3 separate regions of the Sus scrofa genome follow, and all the other regions are linked to region 2. Evidence: chromatin contacts called from public targeted proximity ligation data. All regions are on one chromosome and are shown on one strand. The core of a region is the stretch at or near the end of the contact, and the rest is flanking DNA. Distances in the headings are between cores, read along the strand shown. Region 1 has its middle 230 kb from the start of ATP2B1. Region 2 holds the start of ATP2B1 (ATPase plasma membrane Ca2+ transporting 1). Region 3 holds the start of POC1B (POC1 centriolar protein homolog B).

The links.
Region 1: a contact with region 2 is called in a targeted proximity ligation map of skeletal muscle. A contact is called at or near these places in 4 of 47 Hi-C or Micro-C datasets (alveolar macrophages, embryonic fibroblasts, liver and 1 more) and 2 of 2 datasets of targeted methods (alveolar macrophages and skeletal muscle).
Region 3: a targeted proximity ligation map of alveolar macrophages shows a contact between it and region 2. A contact is called at or near these places in 6 of 47 Hi-C or Micro-C datasets (embryonic fibroblasts, heart right ventricle, liver and 2 more) and 2 of 2 datasets of targeted methods (alveolar macrophages and skeletal muscle).

The regions. Positions count from the first base shown.
Region 1 is chr5:92,704,440-92,707,584 of Sscrofa11.1, reverse strand. No RefSeq gene overlaps it. Among named protein-coding and RNA genes, the nearest start is that of ATP2B1, 230 kb to the left of the region's middle.
Region 2 is chr5:92,935,250-92,938,445 of Sscrofa11.1, reverse strand. ATP2B1 (ATPase plasma membrane Ca2+ transporting 1) reads right to left here and starts at 1,919. Exons shown (of 21, transcript NM_214352.3): 1 at 1,743-1,919. LOC106507543 (collagen alpha-1(I) chain) reads left to right here and starts at 666. Exons shown (of 4, transcript XM_021091263.1): 1 at 666-858; 2 at 1,217-1,360; 3 at 1,466-1,669; 4 at 1,725-3,196. The coding sequence starts at 666. The coding sequence ends at 3,130.
Region 3 is chr5:93,130,457-93,133,663 of Sscrofa11.1, reverse strand. It overlaps POC1B (POC1 centriolar protein homolog B), which reads right to left and starts at 1,646. Exons shown (of 12, transcript XM_021092774.1): 1 at 1,414-1,646; 2 at 663-747. The coding sequence starts at 1,428. It overlaps GALNT4 (polypeptide N-acetylgalactosaminyltransferase 4), which reads right to left and starts at 656. Exons shown (of 1, transcript XM_003360733.5): 1 at 1-656. The coding sequence starts at 81.

The DNA.
Region 1 (3,145 bases), core at 200-2,699, 230 kb after region 2:
AGTAAGCTCTCAATAAAAATCTCCTGAATGAATGCTAAAGGAATGAATGACTCTCCCTCAAAGGGTTGTTCGATGATTCATGCATTGGGATGATGACCACAAAGCTCTTAACTTCTAATTGCCAGCTGCCTGCCTTCCTTCCAATCTGTGCACACAGACGGCACAGATGCAGACCTGAGACCTAGACAGGGCAAATGACTTGCCCGATGTCACAGAGCAGGTCTGTAATCCGGCTGAGAATTGAAGCTGGTTTTCTCAGCTCCAATTGAGCCCTATTTGATTTATTATTATTATTATTTTCCTAGAAGATTTACCGAGTTCTCTATATTCTGGGAAGGACAGTTCCATGCACCACTGAAGTATAATCAAACCATATCTAAATTGATTTCAGTCGGGTGCCATCTGGATGCACGAAGCACAAATTTACACGGCTGGAGCAACAGTGTAAATGCTTTGCCCTGCTGATAAGAGGGTCTTGAAAGGGTTTTTGGGAAGCGTTCTGAGGGGCAAACTGACACATGATACTCTCCCCGTGTAACGTGTAGACAATTTGAGAGGAGGGCTGGTAGGCACAACGTCATGGTTTAAACAAGCTGGGCATTCAGATGGCGAGGAGCTGGGTAAATGAAGATGCACCCTCTGTACTCCACTAAGGGTCTTTCTGGTGTTGAGTTTATAAACCCTGCATCATGCAGCAATATATTCTCCCAAGTATCATAAGCTCATAACATTTGGGAAGGTGGACTCTCCTCTGACAGTTTTTGAGCCCTCAACTTCGGCAACAATTCAGGTGGTATGATGTGAGTGCTTCTTTACCTTCCCGAAGATCCTGTTTCCTTCTCATTCCACGTTTGTAGTTAGTAGCGCTTCATGCTTTTGCAGTTTTTAGTAAGGCAATTTTGAGAGGCAATTTTAGGTCTTTGCATATTCACCCTGTTTTCTTACATTGCATATAGAAAGTCCTCAAAAATGCATGTTGAGCCAATGAACGTATGTACAGTTAAAGGGAAAAGAGGGCAGGTCTAACACTGTTGATCACCCTGAATGTTCCAGGCACGGTATGACGCACATTACAGTTACGATTTCATTTAACCTTTGCAGTCGACTCCGAAGTAACTTGCCCAACGTCGCAAAATTATTAAGTGGCTGAGACTGGAGTCAACTGAGGTTATTTCAGACTCCAAGAACTATGCTCATTAAGCAAAAAAGAACTCTCTCAGCAGCACTGAGAATGCACCACAAAGACCTTCCACTGCGGAGAGTGCAATTGACCTAAGAGCCCGGCAGCACTGACCGAAGACCCAGCTGCTGTTGTCAGTGGTACTCTGACAACTGTCTCCACTTTTACAGAGTCCTTGTTTCCCATCGTTGCTCTCCAGTCAGTAGCTGCTGGGGCTGGGATGATAACACAGGCCAGCTTGGCTTAAGGACAAAAATGCCTTAGACTGCACGACAAATGAGGATGTTTCCACCCCACCCTCCTTCCAGTTTGCCTCTCTTTCACTGGGGTCAGTCTTGTCTCATGATCTGAAGACCACGCCTCCTCCCACTTCCTCCTGGTTTCTCCTCATAAGCATTTCCTCTAGGAAAGTGCTGGCCCATTTAGTACATTCTTGATGACTGCTTTTTAGAGGATCCGGTTAACACAGTTCTAGATATCTTCCCCATCTCAAGCTACTGAGACGTATAGCTGAAGTTAGCTGTCATCGAACATTTCCCACTGCACTCCTAGTTTAGCAGAGAACTAATCAATGTGTGATCTCCATCCCTGGTAGTTTGGGGCATGCCATTAATAAGAGATTTTTAAGAAGCTTATTCTTCATTCTATAATTACTTGTCCAGCATTTGTCTTCATTCTAAGATAACAAGCCCTGTGAGGTCAGGGCCTGCAGCTACCTTGTTCACTGCAATTCCTTTTGCCTAGAATATGGCTGGTGCATAGTAGGGGCTCAATAATTAAAGGCTGAAAACTATTACATTTAGAATGGATAAGCAGTGAGGTCCTACTGTATCGCACAGGGAACTATACCCAATCTCCTGGGATAGAACACGATGGAAGATAGTATGAGAGAAAGAGAATATATATATATATATATGTATATATATATATATATATGTATGACCGGGTCAGTATGCTGTACAGCAGAAATTGGCACAACACTGTAAATAAACTACACTTTAATAAAAATAAAGGCTGAATAAATGGGAACAATCGTATTTATTTTTATACTTAATTATGTAGTCATGTTTGTTTTATTTATTTATTTTTTTAAAGGAAAACTCTTATCCTTGGAAAAACTGTGGTCTAAATGTCATTTTAAAAGGTAATACTTCACCTTCACTCTTCAGGACATTAGCACACACCCTGGGGGTAAAAATACCCCTGTTTGAAAGTTATGGGTGGATTAATTTGCCCAAAGGTCAACATTAGGAAGAGAACCACTAGTTCAAGGTGCTTTCTTTTCTAGGCACAATGTTCTTATATATTTATACCTACTATTACATTCCAGCTTGAGAATTTTTGCTCCCACATTGCCACCGCAGGCATTCCTATTGTAATTAACTTTACCCAATTTGTTATTTTTGTTTGTAAACATTCTGTTCTTTGCTAACTTTATTTAATCTATGCCTACTCTGATTCTTACTTTTTAGATTGGAGTATTTGGAAATTTGGGCAGGGAGGATTAGTGCAATCCTTGACATTGGGGCGTTTTCTCTTGTTTCAATCGCCGAGCATGCATCTTTCACTCTGTCTTTTTTCTGCTGAGGATGGAGTTTTACCCTCATTAAATTGAGGAGGAATGCCTCTTTGTGGTGAAGGAGGCTCATGCTGAATAGTGGTGTTTCATTACCCTCCTAACACATAGGGATGCTCAAAATGTTTTCACCCTCTCTTAACCAAGGTGAGCTGGATACTGACCACTCCATCCTTCTAGTTCTGGCTAAAATTCTCCTCAGAGACATACTTGGCTCCCTTCCTCTCGTAATCCTTATCCAATCTACCAATAACCTCCGTTCATTCTATCTTGAAAATGTGTCCAGAGACGGATCAATTCTCGCCACCTTCACACTGCCTTCCTGGAACAAGACCCATCTCCAGTTTGGGTTATCGTGGGAGCTACTCAGCTGGTCTCCCCATTTTCAC
Region 2 (3,196 bases), core at 670-3,169:
TTGCAGTTACACCGAAGCCAAAATCAGGACAGAGATCCACCCTTAATTACAGCAATTTAACTGTCTCATGCAAAGCAAGGTAGAAACTAAGACGCCCCCCTGAAATGGCTAAATAAGCCCATTTCATACACTAGTTCTCAAAGGATCCCTTTAAGGACAGTGTGTCTATTTGCTTCAAATCTGAACTCACCAGGACAAAAAAGAAAAAGGGGGGGGGGACCAAATGAACTGCTCAAGTACAAAAAGCAGATTCTCCTCCAATCCCTCTAATTCCCCCAATCCGCCTCCGCCACACACAAGGACAGGGAGTCTGGGGAAAGCTGGCAGCAGGGCAAGCGGTTGAAGGCCCTTCATTCACTCACATGGGCCACTATCCAAAGGGTTACACACCCTCTGCCCAAGGAGAGCCTCATACAAAGCAGATCCTTACAAGTACTTCTTATTATAAAATACACCCACGCTGAACGAGAGATTTTAAAATAAGGCTGTCCTCAGGTGGGGGAGGTTAAACACAACAAAGGCTTCCATGTTGAAAGGCAGAGTCCCGATATATGCATATACCTACACGCGTATGAAGAAAAATCCATATAACTAATTTATCATGAACAGCAATCGATACCAACAGGAGCCATTAGATTATTAATAAACCGAGAAAAGTAGCATGCATGGCAGCCAAAGGTGCCTGGCTGCTGAGCTCTAAACCCAGGAAAGGTAAAATTATGCCTGCCGAGGCGAGGATCGAGCCCTCCGCAGATTTAAAGACCCCCTCTGAACCTCTTGCCCTCCCCTCCGCGCCAGGCACCGCTGCACCGCACAGGGTTCGAGCCCTCCCTGCGCTGCGAGTCCTGCAGAAAACTGGTGAATGAAATGCGCACAGAAACCAGCCTGGCCAGTGACCGCTGCACAGAACCAGGGGTCGCTAACTAGCTCAGCCACAGGATTCTCCTGCAGGATGGAATAAAGGGAGCACCCCCCAGCACCACCACCTCTGCAACTGGAATGCGGTTCTTTCTTACAGACCCTTCCAAAAAGGGGGTGGAGAACGCAGGATTTTTTTCTTCTTCCTTTCTTTCTTTTAAAACTAAGTCTAAAAACGCGAATCGGAAGCAACCGTAAATATCCTGGGGAGCCAGACGAGAGACACCGGGAGAAAGGCGAGGCGGTTCTCCAACCCCCGGGGAATCACCGTCCTGTGCGACACGCATCAATCAACTAGCCCCCGCCGGGGGCCAACGCCGGCCCCGCTCTCCGCCCGCGGAGCGCCAGCGGGGCCGAAGTCGGGGATTTAGAGGGGTGACCCTCCCCGGGCGCGGGGAAAGACTGCCGGGCACCGCTGCCCTCAAGGTCACCAGGCGCCGAGGCAGGGGCGGCCGGCCGCAGGATGGGCTATGGCGCGGCCGAGGCGGCTAGGAGAAGTCGAAGAGCTGAGGGTGTAGACGCGGAGTACCACCCAGCCGGTCCCTAGGGCCCTGGGCGGGGACTCCCGGCCGGACCCCGCGCCACGGCTCACGCCGAGAAACCCGCTCACCTTTACGATCTCTCTGGGCGGGCGCGGTGCTCCCACCTGCGAAGGGGCCCCCCGCACGCCCCGCCAACTTCGCTCCAGAATCCGCGCAGTCCGCGGAACACCCACTTGTCAGGACCCCCGCCGCGACGCCCCGACCTCCGCGTTCCGCCCGGCCTCCCCCGCAGGTGACCTGCCCCGCCGCCCCCGCCGCGAGCAGGCGGCGGCCGCCACTCACCTCGCCCGGCAGCAGGAACCATTTTCCGAGGGGGAAAGGAAGGGGAGGCTGCGAGAGGGTCGGGGGAAGGGGACGGTGAGGACGGCGGCCAACGCAGAGAACCGGGACTCGGCCGGTGCGCAGGCGGCTCGCAGGACTCCGGGCGCCACGCGGAGGTTCGGCTGCACCTCGAGGATGAAGCGGCCGTGGAGCCACAAGCTCGGCGTCCACCAGCCGGGGCTCCCTACTCACGCTGCACTGCGAGGAGGCGGCGGCGGCGGCGGAGGAGGCGGCGCCCGGCCCGGCCCCCGCCCAGAGCCCGGCAGCAGCCGAGTGGCCGCCCGCGTCCCCGCAGGACCCGCCTCCTGGGCTCCGCAGAGCCGCACACAGGGCGCGCCGCGCTCAGCACGGGCAGTTCTGCCGGCCTCACGCCGCCGTCCGCAACGGCGGCCGCGGGCAGGGTGCAGCCCCCTCTGGGAGCCCGGCAGTCCGCCCTGCACGAGGCGGGGCCCGCGGCCCCCGGGGAGTGGACGGCCGAGCACGAGGGGGCTGCGAGAAGCTTCAGGCAGGGGCCCCGTCTGCACCGGGTGGCGCGAAAGATTGCCGGGGGCGCAGGGGAAGGAGAACTCTCACCCGTTCCGGTCCGGCGCTCCCTTCTCTCCACACCCTCTCGCCTCCAGCTCCACGCTGGCGGCACAGCTGCTGCCACTGCCGCCGCCGCCGCCGCCGCCAAAGCTAGCGCCGCCGCCGCCGCCGCCGCCGCAGCCCTGGCTAGGCGCGGTCACGTGACGCGGCCCGCGGGGAGCCTGGGGGCGGGCAGACGCGCGCGCGGGAGGAAGCGCGGCTCGAACGGGGACTGGGAACCCGGCGACGCGGAGAGGGCGTTTAAGGGGAGGACCCGGCGAGCTCGCTCCCGGCAGGCGAGCGCGTACGCGGCAACTAGAGCTTGCCGCGCGGTGGCGAAAGGGTGTGAGGGGCGGGGGACTCGCGCCTCCGCGCGCCCCTCCCGCTCTTCCTTCGCCCGGCGCCTCGGCCGGCCGCTTCCCCCGCCCCCTCCTGTTCGCCTCTTTCCTCCAGCCGCTGCCGGCGATTGGCTGAGAGGCTCTGACGTCCGTGTTTCCATGACGTATCGGGGCAGGGGGGCGGAGGGGGAGGAGGGGGTGGATCGGGCGCGCCGGGCAGTGACTTCGTCAGGCACAGCTGCAGTTTCAGCGCGGGTCGCGGCGTCGCCCGCGGCTCCCGACGCCGAGAGCGATGACTGCCGCAGGCGGACTCCGGCGCCTTCACCTGGAGCCGAGCCCGAGCCACCCCCAGCCAGCGCCCCTTCGAGCCCAGGAGCCAGGCGGGCTGGGGCCAGCTCTCCGGGCGTGCATAGGTTAAGGCTTACGCCCGCGTCCGCTGACCCTTGAGCACCTCCTCGCCGCGTCTCCGCTCCACTCAGTGCCGGACTCGGTGCCTGTCCCGGGCCGTGACGC
Region 3 (3,207 bases), core at 397-2,896, 200 kb before region 2:
GAGATAGGCCACCGTTAAGAGCGCCAGCAGCAGGCAGCTTTTGCCTGCCCACGTCCATCTCACGGCCATCCGGATCCTCATGGCTGGGGCACGGACGCAGCCACCAGAGTCACCACGCAGGAGAAAGGCTTCGGACCCGAAGAAGCTTGAGTTCCCGTCTCAGGTGGCAGCGAACTTCCGAGCAGGTCCCTCCGTGCACGTAGACGCTCGACTCCCTTCCAGCCACGGGGGCTTCCCGGGAGTCACCTGGGACCTCCCGGTGGTCGGCCTCCGATGCAGCCCCAGCTCCTCTCTCCCCACTTCCTCCTGCTAGTCTCACAACTTTTCACAAACTCTCCAGCCAACACCCCACCCTCCCAGGGCCGAGGATAAACCCCTCCCCTTCCCACTTACTCCTCCTGGTGGTTGGTTCGCGAAAGTCGTCGGCCAGGCCCAGGCCTAGAGGCGACGCCGCGGGGAGGGCTGGGGGCCGGGGCCGAGAGGACCGAGGTGGCCCCGGTTCCGGCCCATTCTGGCTCCCACTGCGTCTGGGGCCGCTCTCAACACCACCTCCACCATGGGTCCTCAAAGGTCCTCCTGGGGGCCAAGCGTGGACAGGAGGCAAGGGTACCAACCGCTTGAGCGTCTCATCACAAAAAAGAGAAAAACAGAGTAAAACTTACCAAGTTGTTTGCCGTTGGGACTAAAGTCCACGGAAGTGATCGCGGCTTTATGGCCTTTAAAATAACGCTCCAGAACGGGGTCCTCCTGGGAAGGGAAGTTGGCAGATTTTGAAAGCAGGTGCAGACCTTGCCTTGGGGAGGGTCGGGGATCAACGCTGTCCCCTCCCCCGCGGGCCGGCCCGGGCCCGGCCACATCTGCGGCGGGGGTGCGGAGCAGGAGCGCCCCGCGCGGCCCCACGAGGCTACCCCAACGCGGGTGGGCCGAGCTCCAGCTTCCGCGCAGAACCGGCGAAATCCTCCGCTCGCGCTCCCAGGACCGAGCGCGCGCTGGAGACCACCCGGGCAGCGCCGCGGGAATGCACGTTCCGGGGCCCCTCCCGCCGGCACGCAGCCGCAGGTGCGAGGCGGGGCCCGGGCTTCGGTGCTTTAGAAAAACCTCCCAGGTGATTCTGACGCAGGCGCTCCACGGAAACCCTCAGAGAATTCTGGGGGCCGTGGGGCTGCCCGGGCCGTCTGAGCGCCGGGACTCGGGGGGGAGCGCCCGGGAGTCCGGCCAGGGCTCTGCGCGCCGGGTGCGCCAGCGGCGGAGGTTGAGTCGCGGGCGCCCTGGAGCCGGGGGCAAGAGGCTAGCGGCTCGGGAGCCGGCGGAGGACACCTGCCTCCATCTCCCGCCAGGTGCGGGCGCGGTCCTGACCCGGCCCCCCAGCCCGCAGGACCGGCTCCGGGGAGGTGCACCCCAGCCCGTCCTTACCGGGGCGGAGGCCATGGGGGGAGTGGTCGGTTCCCGGCTCCGGCCCGCGGGGGGAACCGGGGGAAGGGAGGGGATGGGGTGGGAAGGGGGACCGTGCGGCGCCCGGAACCGTCTGCCTCGAGCGGCAGCGCCTCCCGGTCACTACAACAACGGCGGCCCAGTCAAACCCCGCGCTCCAGGCTTGGCCAGTCGAGCTCCGAGGCTCCGCCGGCGCGGTAGAGTTGGGCCTCCGCCAGCGGGCAGGCGGGACGCCCCGCCCCTTTCCCCCCGCCCCGGGGGAGGGGGGTGTCAGGTGCCCCCACACTACAAAGCCAACGTTCACTAACACCTGCGCTCCCCGCGGCTGGACGCTGGAAGGAGAGTAGTAACTGGGATGGAAAGGAAACCCAAGGGTGGGAAAGAGGAATGAGCCTGTGATCGATGCAATCAGCGTTCTATTACAAGTTAAAGAGACAGCGCGCGCGAATTTCAGCTTGTTAGGACGCGGGAGGGAGTTTGATCCTAAATGGGCCAGCTTGCTATTTATTAGTATAGGCAAAGGAACTAAAACTTTGAAGGATAGATTTGAATTTACTTCATCATTACTTTTCACACAATGTCTGGCATAATATAAATGTAAATGCTGCGATAAACGTGAATGAATGAATGAATGTTCTTACACCTAATATTTTTCTGCTGTGTGTTTCTATCCCAATCTGCTCCTTTGCGCGTGTGCTTTAGAGCAGTAAATTGAAACAGGAGCATATTTAAAGCCTTTAGGAAGACTGAGAATCATTTTTTGTTTTGTTTAAATTATTGTAACTATAGTAACTATAACCATTTCACATAGTAACCACAGCTATCTCTACAGTAGGCTTTCTTACACATAGTATCATTTGAGCGTCAGCGACACCACGAATTGAGAGTTACAAAATGTAACCGACGTTTACAACTTATAAACTAGATGATTAAATATTTTCTTAAATGTTTTTACATAGAATTGTCAAAGATCACACAAAGGCAGCACTTCTAGTTCCAAATCCATATCCTTTTCTACCCTGCCTGAAAGCGTGACGGACTCAGCTGAAAACTACATTAAAAGATTCTTGGCAGCTTGAGACCATGTAATAGACCGCAGCTGGTAAGATAGCGCTCTATGCAAATGAAAGATGTAATACACACTAGAATTACAGGATCTCTATTTTTCCAGTGACAGGATTATTTTCAGTGAATACCGTATACACCAATTAAGCAAACAGGAAATAGCTTTAGACTACAGTATTAGTTTAAGTATACGTAAGTTGAATATCTCCTGTATATTTGGCCCTGAGAAATACATGAATATGGGGTGGGATCAAGAGCCCTGCAGATGCAATAAGCCCCTTAGGTGATTGTCATGAGAATCTCAGCTGTGTACAATGAGAAACATCGCTCTAGTCTAGGCGACGTGTCCTCTGTCAGTTAAAATATTTAAACCTTTTCTCCAATTATCAAAAAAAAAAAAAATGTTTTCAGCTGAAGAGAAGAAAAAAGAATTACATAGTGCCCTGTCACCTGAAAATTGACTTTTAAAAAACTTATCACCTGCTATGATATGCTCACCACACAGGTACCCTTCTAAGTAGTTTTTTTTTTTTTTTCTTTTTTATGGCCACACCTGCAGCCTATGCAAGTTCCAGGGCCAGGAATTGAATCTGAGCCTCAGTTGTGGCAATGCCAGATCTTTCAACGCACTGCACTGGACCAGGGGTGGAATCCACACCTCCACAGCGACCTGAGCTGCTGCAGTTGGATTTTTTTTTTTTTTTTTTTTTT